2 separate regions of the Capra hircus genome follow, and region 1 is linked to region 2. The links are chromatin contacts, called in public Hi-C maps. All regions are on one chromosome and are shown on one strand. Each heading gives the region's core, a stretch centred on a gene start, on an enhancer-like site or on the middle of the called end of the contact. The rest is flanking DNA. Distances are from core to core; before and after follow the strand shown.

Region 1 (6,304 bases), core at 214-2,713, 250 kb before region 2:
GTGTCTGGGCCACAAAAAGTGGTGACACGAAGCCAAGCCAAAGCTCAGGCCCCCATCCTCCAGCACGTGAGAAGCTGGGACTGCTGCTGCAGCATCTTTCCCCGAAAGAGGCAACAGAGTCAGATACAAACTACATATAGGCGGCAGAAGCACCCAGTCCTTCTTCTCCCAGGTGGCTTGGGTTTCAGGCTTCCTACCACGTTGCCCTTCACACGACCTCGTGGCAGGACTTTCCTGGCCTCTCCTCCCCTTCTCCTCTGGGACACACATGAGGACTTCATGACTTCAGAGACTATGCCACAAGGAAAACATGCTGTTCCCTCAGTAACAGGCTTGTCTCTGTTTGGATTCAACGCTATAGCAATGACTGTTTTCCTAATATTATCTCACTGTTAGCACGTTTGGAGACAAGGGAAAGCAGACTCCACCTTCCCTGTTCCAACACACACAGCACACACCAACTGGAGCCATCTCTGTCTCCATCTGCCATGTTAGCCTTTGGGGTGGGAGGACTTATTCATTGTATTTCCTTAGACTCTACCCTGTTGTAAAGACACAACATACAAAGTCCAGGTTTTAGTTAGATAAGTCCAATCTGAAAGATAATGTTAAAAAAAAAAAAGTAGGAAAACAGGTGGGTTTAGGAATGACTTTAATTCCCCAAATTCAGGAAGACTGTACCTTCCTCTTAGGAGGCCACAGTTTGGCTCTGAGTTTTCTAGCAGTTAACACAAAGGATGAATATGATCAAATAGGGGTTTATGGTATCTACATGGGAAAAGACCACCTGCTTAGGAAAAGCCCAAAGACCTGAGAGACATTTCTTCTAAGTATCAGGGGGGAAGGGACAGTTAGGGAATTACGGAGGGACATGTACACACTGCTATATTTAAAAATGGATAACCAACAAGGACCTACTGTATAGCACAGGGAACTCTGCTCAGCGTTATGTGGCAGCCTGGAACATAGGGGAGTTTAGGGGAGAATGGATACATGTATATGTACAACTGAGTTCCTTCACTCTCCACCTGAAACAATTACAATGTTGTTAATCGGCTATACCCCAATACAAAATAAAAGCTAAAAATTTTTTCTTTTAAGTATCATTAGAGATAAGCTCATGCATCTTCACCAGCATTCTTAGAGCAAATAAAGTGATGAGTTTCACGGTGAGAATCGGGGGACTAGGGGAGGAAAGAAGGGGATGGAGGAGAGGGTGTTCAGAATGCTTTGGGCATCATCAGAAGAGGTGAAGTAAGATTTACTTTGCTGGAAGTTACAAAGCGCATGGTCTTCCTCACTCCCTAACCAGGCTACAAGTTTGTCCCTGGAAACATACAAGATTTTTTTTTTTTTCTCTTGAAAGAAATAACTGTAATTTTCCCCTGACAGAAGACGACCAAATAATAGCCAGAATTGTTGAGCTGCTGAAATATTCGGGGGAGCAGTTGGAAAGAGAGGTAGGGAGCGTCTTGAACTAATGGGTTTTCTTTCTGTGTCCCCGCCCTGTACTGGGGAATGGAACTGGACTGATGGTTGTACTCCTTTTTCAAAGTTCTGGTTTCCACTTAAGTCCTAAATTTTATTTCCCTTGGAGTCAAAACTCTTCATGCTGGCAGGGTCTCAAAAATGAATCACTTTGGAAAACATAAGTAAACCTTCTGGAGCCTCCTCGGAATTTTTGGAAAGGAAAAAAGTCACCAATAAATTAAAATTCGCTGAATAGAATTATGAATCTAGTTCCCCATGTAACTGATCCTCAGGGAAGTTTAGACTCTTGTGTTTGCCCTGCAGCCTGAATATCTGTGTCCCAAAGCTGCTCCAAGTCTGGAGTGTTGTCTGAAATCTCCCCCTAGAACGGCCGGACTGTTCTCTCTCAGCAGTTTGGCCAGGGGACGGGTTAGCGTTACCTGGAGAATGCTGGGTTTCAGGCCAGTTAGAAGTTGAGACTGGTTATTCCCGTCAGGAACGTGCAAGGGTTGCCTTCAGGTAAGGTGGCAGCGGGCAGGCCCCCCTGTGGTCATGGCTTCTGAAGGCATCTCGTCTCTGTGTGTTACCCATGGCTGGCTATGAGGTCTCCTGCGTCTGGCCATCAGGAGATGGCCTGGGGACACACTCTTTTGTTTTGCAAGGATCCATGGGCAGGAAGCCAAGTCCGTGGGGCTCTGTAGGAGGGGTTAACAGCTCTAACTAGCCAGCCACCCACCCCAGTCCACCCCAGCGTGCTCGGTGGCTCCTCAATGCCCTTGTCAGAGGTGTCCCAGAGGATGGTGACCAGGATGGGGGAGGAATATGCAATGGTACAGAATGAGAAACATTGAGGAAACCAAGGCATCAGACCAAAGAAAAGAGGAGGAAATAGGAGAGTTTTGGGCCATAGTAGAGGGTGGTCAGGGGTGCAGAGGAAGCAGAAAACAGAACAGGGCATATGATGACCCTGTGTTTCTCTAGAACTAGCATCAGTGGACAGGAGTACAGGGCAAGTCATTTCTCCCCATTTGAAGGAGGAACCTTGTAGCTCTCAAGGCTGTCCACTGAGACTTCTCTGGTGGTCTAGCTGTTAAGACTCCATGCTCCCAATGCAGGGGACATGGGTTCAATCCCTGGTCAGGGAACTAAGATCCCATATGCTGTGCAGCATGGCAAAAAAAAAAAAAAAAAAAAAACCTGCCAAGGCAGTATTGTTCTTTTTCTAAGACCATGATATTCTAAAGGGAGGAAAGCTAAGAAATAAAACATTCAAGAGAGGAGTATAAGGTAAAATCAATTGAGTAGAACAATGGAAGGGAATCAATGGATTCAATTTTGTTTTTCTTTTCACATGAACTCAGGTAACTCATGAAGGTTTCCCTAATAACTCTGAGCTCTTGAAGCATCCTGGACACATGCTAACATTTCAAGAGCATTTCCTCCATGTTGGACACAAGGCCAAGTGTTTCAAAATTACCCTGGGTTTCCCTGGTAGCTCAGACGGTAAAGAGTCTGCCTGCAGTGTGGGAGACCCAGGTTCAATCCCTGGGTTGGGAAGATCCCTTGGAGAAGGAAATGGCAACCCACTCTAGTATTCTTGCCTGGAAAATCCCATGGATGGAGGAATCTGGCAGGTTACAGTCCATCAGGTTGCAAAGAGTCAGCCACAACAGAGCGACTTCACTTTCACTTTTTTCATAGGGGCTGTCGCCCCAGTTTAGAGATGACGTAACTGAAACTGAGAAGTTAAGTAATTTCGCCAAGATTGCACAGCTAATAATAAGTGGAGCAGGAGTTTGAGCCAAAACAGCGATTTCCAGGTTGTGGATTCTGCCCATTACACAACCTCTAACAAAGCACCTTTCACTGGGTTACAAGTGTCGGTGGCCTCTGAGCCCCTTGAGTGAGGATGCATCTTAATCGTTCACGGTACCTACCACCTGTCCTAAGTGCTAGGAAACATGTGTTGAATGTCCTGTGAATCGGCTGTTCAGTCTGTATTGGTTCCCACGGAAGGAAATCACAAAGAAAGTCCATGCCCTGTGGTCCTGCAGGATATGGTTCCGCATTTGAGATTAGAAACCAGGGTTTTCCACTGCGTGTTTCAGTTGTCCAGTGTTCAGCCGGAGAGTCTGCCTGCCCAGCCAAGGCTGACATATACTGTTTCTCCTCTCATACACAGTTGAAGAAAGATAAAGTTTTGATGGCCTGCTTCCTGGATGGGTTATCCTATCCTGTTGTCAAGACCATCACAGACCAGTTCCTAAGGGACGTGGATACCCGGGGAGAATCAGAGGTCAAAGCTCAGGGCTTTAAAGCTGCTCTTGCAATAGATGTCATAGCCAAGCTCACGACCATCGACAACCACCCCATGAACAGGGTGCTGGGTTTTGGAGCCAAGTACCTGAAAGAGAATTTCTCACCCTGGATCCAGCAGCATGGTGGATGGGTAAGTGCATTCTATCTAAAAATGAAATCTTCCCAGAACTCAGGGGGCACGGGACGGAAAGGGGTTTTTCTGGGGGTTGTTTTTTTAAGTGAAGGGAACACATCTTTGAAGCGGTTCTCATGGGTTTAGGACACTTGAGTGGCAAGAGATTTACCCCATTGATGGGAACATATTTTTAGTTATTATCTTCATTATCAATAAATATTTACTGAGCTCCCAAAGGGTATGTGGGGTATGTGAGTGAGAGGAGAGGGACTGGTCAGACAGAACAGGAAATGAAGAGATGCTGAGATATAAAATGTTTGGATAGATACAATTTCTGTTTTCACAAATTTTGCAGGCAACGGAAGTCTGGCAGTGAGACTAGGAGAAGTTCCTTATTCTCTCAGGGATGTGGGAATAATCTTTACACAGAGGTTCAGGGCTTATGACATTTTGTCATTGCTGTTGGGACCCAGACATTCTGACAGGGACATTTTGATACAAACTGAAGAGCAGTTTAATTTTCATCTATTTTTAAATTATCTGCTATCAGGCAAAACAGACATCTTTACCCTGATTCCTCAGCCTCAGCCCTTCCCCTACCCTTTTCCTTTGAGACTTCCTTAAAACTGTCCTGTTCAAATGGCCTCATAAGGAGAACCTTTTCAAAGTGCTTTACCCCAGAGCTCTAAACCTCAGCAGGCATAGGACATTTTTGTCTGTTCCAGCCCTTCCTAGGAGGACATGCTCTACTATCATGAGTCCTCTTTCTACTAGGGTGGTCCAGAGGCCAGGAAAAGACCTGAGTCTGCTCTGGGCATGGCCAGCATGACCCCAGGGCCTCCAAACAGGCTTAGTCTCTTGGCTACCAGATGGGAAGTAAGCTGATCATGCCTATGGGGCTGATGTGCCCACCATAGTCACTGGTAGCTGCCCATTAAACTACCCAGACTTCAGTTCTTTCCTATTTTCTACTGTCACACCAGATATGATAGCCCTTAAGTGGCTAATCTGAGCTCCCCATGTGGTGCTAGTGGTAAAAGAACCCGCCTGCCAATGCAGGAGATGCAGGTTCTACCCCTGGGTCAGGAAGATCCCCTGAGGAAGGAAGTGGCAACCCACTCCAGTATTCGTGCATGGAAAATTCCAAGGACAGAAGAGCCAGGTGGGCTACAGTCCATTGGGTTGCAAAGAGTCAGACATGACTGATGTGACTGCAGCAGCAGGAAGTGGCTAATCTGAACAAGGCTCTTGAGTACTCCAAATTCAAGCTGCCTTAACTCATGGAGGAGGATAGATTCCTGAACATCACTTAAGATTTAACAGCTCTAAGGCCCATCAAGACCAGGGCCCCCTCAAGTCCCACCCCAGAGCCCCTCCTGACTACTCCAGCTCAAGACCCTTAGCAGCCTCTGAGCCTTTACAACACTTTATATTTGCACTACAATTATATACAGGAAATTACCATCATTGTTGGTCTTAATATACTCTTCCAGAGGGACTGTAAGTATCAACTGGATTTGCAAGCTAGTTCTCAAAATCTAGTTAACTAATGTAACTGAAATGCCAAAAGTGTTCTATGAAAAATAGTGTTTCTATACCAAAAGTACAAACAACAAAAGAAGAAATAAAAGGGACTACGTCAAGATTAAGAACATTTCTGTTTCAAAGGATACCATCAAGAAGGTAAAGAGACAACCCACAGGATGGGAAAAAGTAGTTGCAAATTATATATTCAGAATATGTAATAAATTCTTACAAGTCAACAATAAAAGAACAACACTCCACCAATTTTTAAAATGGGTAGTCAATTTGAACAGAAATTTCCAGGACTTCCCTGGTGGTCCAGTGGTTAAGAATCCACCTTGCAATGCAGAGGATGTGGGTTCGATCCCTGGTCAGGGAGCTAAGATCCCACATGCTGTGGAGCAACTAAGCCTGCGCGCCACAACTGCTGCACCTGTATGCTCTGGAGCGCGTGAGCCACAGCTAGAGAGTCAGCACACCACAACAAAAGATTGTGCATGACACAATGAAGATCCCACGTGACACAACTAAGACCTGACACAGCCAAATGAATCGGTATTTTTTAAAAACAGAAGTTTCTCCAAAGAAGATATACAAATGGCCAATGAGCACATGAAAAGATGTTTGCTTGACATCTGCATTTCAACATTCAGTTCAGTTCAGTCGCTCAGTCGTGTCCGACTCTTTGCAACCCCATGAATCGCAGCATGCCAGGCCTCCCTGTCCATCACCAACTCCCGGAGTTCATTCAAACTCACATCCATCAAGTCAGTGATGCCATCCAGCCATCTCATCCTCTGTCGTCCCCTTCTCCTCCTGCCCCTAATCCCTCCCAGCATCAGAGTCTTTTCCAATGAGTCAACTCTTCGCATGAGG
Region 2 (6,689 bases), core at 4,157-6,656:
GAAGGAGAAACAGGTTAGGGAGACCAACCAGGAGGCGGCAGTGGGAAGGGTCGACTTTGAGAAGCATTTTTGAAAAGGAATAGATAACACATGGTAAACACTGGCTCTGGAGGCTGAGGGACAGGAAGAACCCAAGTATGACTCGGAGCTGCTCAGTACAAGGGAGACTGGGTGGCTGGTGTTAACCCAGATGCGAGAACATAGACATGATGGATTCTCTACAAAGAGTGACCACTAACTTTGGCACAGATGGCCAGTGACCAATCAGGAAAATAGGACAACAGCAGCTGAGAAGCCTGCTCCAGAATGAGACCTCTGATCTCAATTTCCATGCTCCGGCTCATGGTATCTTTTATTTGGTTCAATACTACTTGAAAGCTGTTATCTAAAATATGTCTGATCTCCTGCAAACTTCTTTTGTTGTTGTTGTTACACTGCTTATCTTTCCAGTTATAAGGCTCTAAGAGTGGGAACTCTGGAGCCAGATCACCCAGCAAGTTATCCTTGTCTTAGTCGATCAGTTGTGCCCGACTCTTTGTGACCCCGTGGACTGTGGTGGGCCAGGTTCCTCTGTCCATGGAATTCTCCACTCAGGCAAGAATACTGAAATGGGTTGCCATTCCCTTCTCCAGAGGATCTTCCCAACCCAGGGATCAAACCCAGATCTCCTGCATTGCAGGCAGATTCTTTACAGTCTGAACCACCAGGGAAGACCTCACCCAGCAAGTAAGCTCAGGCAAATCAGTTAAGCCTTTCTGTGCCTCAGCTTCCTCATCTGCAAAATGAGGATAAAAATTCCTCATGAGGTTGTTACAGGAACAAAGTGAGTTAATATACGTAAAAGGGTACCTGGCATACAGTATAAGTATCTTGTGAGTGTTTGCTATCCTTATTAATAAGTAATGGAATATTTGACTGGAAGTTGTACACATCAGTTCAGTTCAGTCGCTCAGTTATGTCCAACTCTTTGCGACCCCATGAACCTCAGCACACCAGGCCTCCCTGTCCATCACCAGCTCCTGGAGTTTACCCAAACTCATGTCCATCGAGTCGGTGCTGCCATCCAATCATCTCATCCTCTGTTGTCCCCTTTGCCTCCTGCCCTCAATCATATTAGAGATTTATTTTCAAAGAATAAGATTGGAAGTGGGCAGTTACAGGTTGGAGCTGTTGCTTCACCAACTTATCAAGGACCAGACTCTTTCCACATTCCACTCTTCACTGTCAGCTTGTTAGGGATTTCTTCCTCATGGTGGCAGAACGGCTGCAGTAGCTCCAAGCAGTAAGTCCTCACATAAGCATCATTCCAAGCAGGAAATAGGGGCTCTTTACCTTGTGCAGGCCTCACTTACCAAGGAGGGTAACCTTTCCTAGAAGCCCCCAGTAGGTTTCCTTTCAGCTAGAAGGGTCACAGGCCTATCCCTAACTGCAGGAGGGGTGGGGAAAGAATCTGGCACTTCCAACCAATAAACAAATGAGGCAAAAGTGGAGCTGGGCTGCCTGCTGCAAGGAAAATCCACAGTGCCCCCCACAGTCTGGAAGCCAAAGATTTCAAGGCTGCCTCACTCAGGCCAGGGGGAACTGAGAAATAAGAACATAGGGGTATTCATCCAGAGTCAATAAGCTTCATAGGCTTTATCCTTCAGGTTTATCCTTTATTCCTTTATCCTCTTTTAGCTTTCTTTTTAAAATAATTGTTGCTTGTTTATTTATGGCTGTGCTGGGTCTTCGTTGCTATGTTTATTTATTTATGGCTGTGCTGGGTCTTCGTTGCTACGTGGACCTTTCCCCAGCTGTGGCGAGTGGGGACTACTCTCTGCTTGTGGAATGTGGGCTCCTCACTGTAGCGGCTTCTCTTGTTGCAAAGCATGAGCTCTAGGATGCCCAGGCTTCAGCAGCTGGGCTCCAGCGCACAGGCTGAGTAGTCATGGTGCACCAGATTAGTTGCTGCGTGGCATGCGGGATCTTTCCAGACTAGGGATGGAACCCAGGACCCCTGCATTGGCAGGTGGGTTCTTACCACCGAGCCACCAGAAAAGCCCTGGTCGTTCGCTTTTGTGAGTTTGCTTTTTAACCTAGGTGAGTCACTTGAGGAAATATGGAGAGAGGATATCTTTGAGCTGGGGGACTTTCCTAGTCTTCTCATCTGTTCTAGGCTGTCACTTTCCTTCGTTTGAACCAAAAGAAGAGGTAAATAAATTTAGTTCACTAAATTTAGCTTGGATAGGCCAGTCACTCTGAAAGGTATTTCCAAGGAAAGAGATGCAGGCTTTTCCCCTCTTTGACTGCCCAGTGCAGCATCTCACCCACAGTGATGGGCTAATAAGCAGAGAATGATGTCAGAAGAGCTATTCTTTCTCCCAGGAAAGCACGTCTCAGCTCAGCAGTTCCCCTACAGTCCGAACCCTCACAGTCACAACCAGAGGTGTGGCCCATAGCATCTCTTGTCCAGGTTCCCAATTCAGGTTCTCCATCACAAGAAAGACTGCAAGCTGGGTGGAGAACTGCAGAAGAACCAGGAGGAGGCCTTTATAAAAGCCATCGAAAGCCTTATTTTCACTACCCAATTCTGTTAACAAAAAGAGAAACGTTCAAATTCCAAGGCACTTAGTTACTAATCTGATTCTAGTGTACATGTGGATATTCAATAAATACTTGTTAAATTAAATTGAGTCAAGGTTTTATTTATTCAACCTACTTAAAGCTTATGTAAACCCCTTGGAGATTTGTGTCAAGCTGTTAAGTTGGAAAATATATGAAAAGTAGTATTTTCAATAGGCCAGCTTTCCTCTTAATGAGCTTTATGAGCTTAGTGTAAACCAGGAAGGAGGGGGAGGGGGTACCAGGCAAGGGGATGGGAAGCAGGGAGGAGAAAAGCCAAGCCTGCTTCTGTCTTTGTCTACATTTGCCTTCCTGGGCTCTACTTATTAACCAGCTACTGCCCTCTAGCGGTCACTGTATAAATTCTTACATGAATCCCACTTTTAACTGACGACACCCTGACGACACCAGGAAGGGACCAAAATCTCTTGCTTTGCAAGGTAGTAAATTAAAGTTCAGAGAGGTGAGGTGTCAAAGTGACCCAGGCAGCCTCCTGGATTCCAGGTTACCCCGGTTTCACTTCAGACGCTGTCATAACTAATCAATAAAAATTGCAGCATACTAATCAAAGGTCCGTAAAGTCAAAGCTATAATTTTTCCAGTAATCATGTGTGGATGTGAGAGCTGGAGCATAAAGAAGAGAGCCAAGGAATTCATGCTTTCAGACTGTGGTGCTGAAGAAGACTCTTGAGAGTCCCTTGGACTGCAAGGAGATCCAACCAGTCGACGCTAAAGGAAATCAACCCTGAATATTCACTGGAAGGACTATTGCTGAAGCTGAAGCTCCAATACTTGGGCCACCTGAAGTGAAGGGCTGACTTGTTGGAAAAGACCCTGATGCTGGGAAAGATAGATTGAAGGCAAAAGGAGAAGGGGAAGATGAGATGGTTAGATAGCATCACCGACTCAATGGACGTGAATTTGAGCAAACTCCAGGAGCTAGCTGAGGACAGAGAAGCCTGGTATGCTATAGTCCACGGGTTCACAAAAGAGTCCGATATGACTTAGCAACTGAACAACAATAAAATCATTCAATAATGCAGGCAGACCTCAGAGATGCTCTGGGTTCGGTACCAGATCACTGCGGTAAAGTGACTACGGCAAGAAAGTGAGTCACACAAATTCTTTTGTTTCCCAAAGCCTACAGTTATGTTTACACCATACTGAGTACTAAGTGCAATAGCACTGTCTTAAAAAAAAAAGTATACACCTTAATATTAAAATATTGCTAAAAGAATGCTAATCATCATCTGAGCCTTCAGCAATTCATAGCAGTAATATCAAAGATCATTAATTACAGATCCTGAGAACCAATACAATAATTATGAAAAAGCCCGAAATATCATGAGAATTAACAAAAATGTGACACAGAAACAGGAACTGAATGAATGCTGTTGAAAAATGGTGCCCACAGACTTGCTTGAAGCAGGGTTGTCATAAATCTTCAATTTGCAAAAAATGCAGTGTGCAGTGTGCACACTGCAACGTGGGATAAAGTGAAGAACAATAAAATGGGGAATGCCTGTCATTTTAAGTGTTATCTGTTATTTCCATTGTTATTCCAAATAAGGCCAAAATTGACTATTGGTCCAGTTTAGATAAGGAATTATAAATCATACTGTTACATTTTAAACTTACTTAAGTTTAGAAAATGCCTGTGTATTTTATTTCTTTGAAAAAAAAAAAAAAAAAGTTAGCTAGAACAGACCCAAAGTAGATTTGGCCATGTATCAGAACTCACTTATCATTGTCTCCATGCAGGCTAATATTCTGCTAGAATTCTCCCTAAGGACACCCTTTTGCTCACTGATGGGAAAAGGCGAGGGGGAGGGGGTTGTCATTTTAACTTAGAACACATATTTTCATCATTTAATCATTTTGCTGGTGGGAATAAATTTAAAGTTATCCAACGGGATGTGTCATTTACAGGAACATTACTGAGTACCAAAAGATTTATTCAAATACTTAATTGGAAGGAACTACATCTGGAATAAGTTTTATTGGAATTCTTATAAAAAGGAAAGTAAATCCATTAGAATTAATATCATACACAGTCAACTTTATCGGGAACCAGAAACATTAGTGAAATGGAGCCTAGGAATCCTAACCCTTTTTCTCTGTAAAAAAGCCAGTCGCTTTCCAATTTATGTGGCAATTATTCTTTATTGCTTTAGGGAGAGCTTTGTTTTCATCTAATGGTTTAGAGACAGATCACTCAGGCCACCCCATTTGTTTCTTTGCCCCCTTTCTCTCTAAAGAACAAGCAAAAAGAACGCAGTAAGAGGCATCTGCCTGTCTTCAAAACACTTGAAAAATCCTGCGAAGATCAGTAAGTCCCCAGAAACTTGCTGCAGTGAGGCTAGCAGTAACTACACGAATTAAGAGACAGCTATTGTTCTCTTTAGATGTCAACATAGATGCCATTGATTAAATAATCTAACCTCGAGTAACGTCTTCTGCGGAGGGATTCTAGGAGCATTCTGCCCAACAGGGCCAGGCCTATGGCAAGAAAGAGGACCCCGAAGAGCACAGTCCCAATCAGGAGCCACTGCTCAATGGTAAGGCCTTGCTGGGTTCCTGGGGCATTGCTCAGGGAGGGGTCGCCTGCACTGGCCTTCCCATTCTCTTGGGAAGCTGTCATATTTGTAGCAGGAGAATCCACATTTGACAAAGGAAATGTAACAGACTCCCCGGCATCCTCCGCGCTCCAAGTCAGATTGGCGATGTCTCGAAAGGGCACCGTGGTGGGTGGGCCTCGTGAGTCCGTGGATGCCCTGGAGAGGGAAGTCGAAACTGCAGTTGTGGTCGTGCTAGTGATCGTGGCTATGGCTGGGGCGGAGGTGGCTCTCCGAGGCTGCCAAGTCAGAGGTGGCATCACTGCCGTGTTGGTGGCAGGGAGGGATGCAGAGAGAGACTTCGGAGTGGCCAGGATGGTGTGCAGAGAAGACACCGCCATTGTAGAGGGGAATGCTGTCACGTTTTCAGGCAGCAGATTAGCTATTGCTGGTCCTGAGGAAGACTGTGACGTCTGAGAGTGGCCTTCTTCTTTATAATCAGATGACGGTGGACTCTCCAGATCAATCTTGAGTAGTTTCTCCAAGTGATCCGAGGATCCAGACGTCTGAGAAAATGAATCTCTCCATAAGACCGTGGGCTCTGAGTCACCGGTTGGAGGCTGGGGAGTGACAGTGATGGCATGGGAAGATCCACCAGAGAAGATGGAGCTTTCCTGGGCTACCCCTGGGCTTGGCAAATCAGTTCTGGCCAAAGATGGGAAATCTGAAAATGGAAAGAAAATAATAAGAAGACTTCGACATTTTCATATGAAGGGAGGACAGAAGGGACAAATGTCATCAGCTTATTCAATAAGACCTCAGACTATTGCTACCTGGTATTTCATGGTATGTGCATGGGGGCTAAGTCACTTCAGTCGTACCAGACTCTTTGTGACCCTATGGGCTGTAGCCCGTCAGGCTCCTCTGTCCATGGGATTCTCCAGGCAAGAATACTGGGGTGGGTTGCCATGCCCTCCTCCAGGGGATCTTTCAGATCCAGGGATCAAACCTGAGGCTTCTGCATTGCAGGTGGATTTTTTACCACCGAGCAGTCAGGGAAGCCCAGTATTTCATGGTGCAAGGACCTGGCCTCTCCTGCAGAAGCTCTGGTTTATTTTTAGAGTGATGGCACACAGGTTGATTTCTAGAGTGATGGCACCTTCCTTCTAGAGGAAGGAGGAGGTGGGAGGGGCCAGCAAAGATGCTAAGAGGAGTTCAGTGGGGGCAGCAAGGGCTTCCCAGGTGGCACAGCAGTAAAGAATCTGCCTGCAATGCAGGAGACAGGGGTTCAGTCTCTGGGTCAGGAAGATCCCCTAGAGGAGGAAATAGCAACCCACTCCAGTATTCTTGCTTGGATCTTAGTTCTCCAGCCAGGAATGGAACCCATATCCCTAAGTGTGAAGTCTTGCTCACTGGACCACCAGTGATCGTTTTGACTCTTGAAGATTAAAATTATATAGCCAGTATCTCAGGTTCTGAAGACGATGGACCAGTATCTGAAGTCATGCTGGCCATGTGACTGACATAAAAAGC

Evidence for each region. Hi-C and Micro-C count contacts between places; a contact is called where the count stands out from the background.
Region 1: a Hi-C map of blood shows a contact between it and region 2, with 4 times the contacts expected there. The contact joins two enhancer-like sites. A contact is called at or near these places in 3 of 5 Hi-C or Micro-C datasets (blood and liver).

What each region holds. Positions count from the first base shown.
Region 1 is chr5:96,355,255-96,361,558 of ARS1.2, reverse strand. It overlaps BCL2L14 (apoptosis facilitator Bcl-2-like protein 14), which reads left to right. Exons shown (of 7, transcript XM_005680826.3): 5 at 1,393-1,460; 6 at 3,653-3,919. Among named protein-coding and RNA genes, the nearest start is that of BCL2L14, 17 kb to the left of the region's middle. Within about 2 kb of position 1,463, at least 1 of the 5 cell types and tissues checked has an H3K27ac peak or open chromatin away from gene starts, as enhancers often do.
Region 2 is chr5:96,107,903-96,114,591 of ARS1.2, reverse strand. It overlaps MANSC1 (MANSC domain-containing protein 1), which reads right to left. Exons shown (of 4, transcript XM_005680822.3): 4 at 4,540-5,880. The coding sequence ends at 5,003. Among named protein-coding and RNA genes, the nearest start is that of MANSC1, 25 kb to the right of the region's middle. Within about 2 kb of position 5,406, at least 1 of the 5 cell types and tissues checked has an H3K27ac peak or open chromatin away from gene starts, as enhancers often do.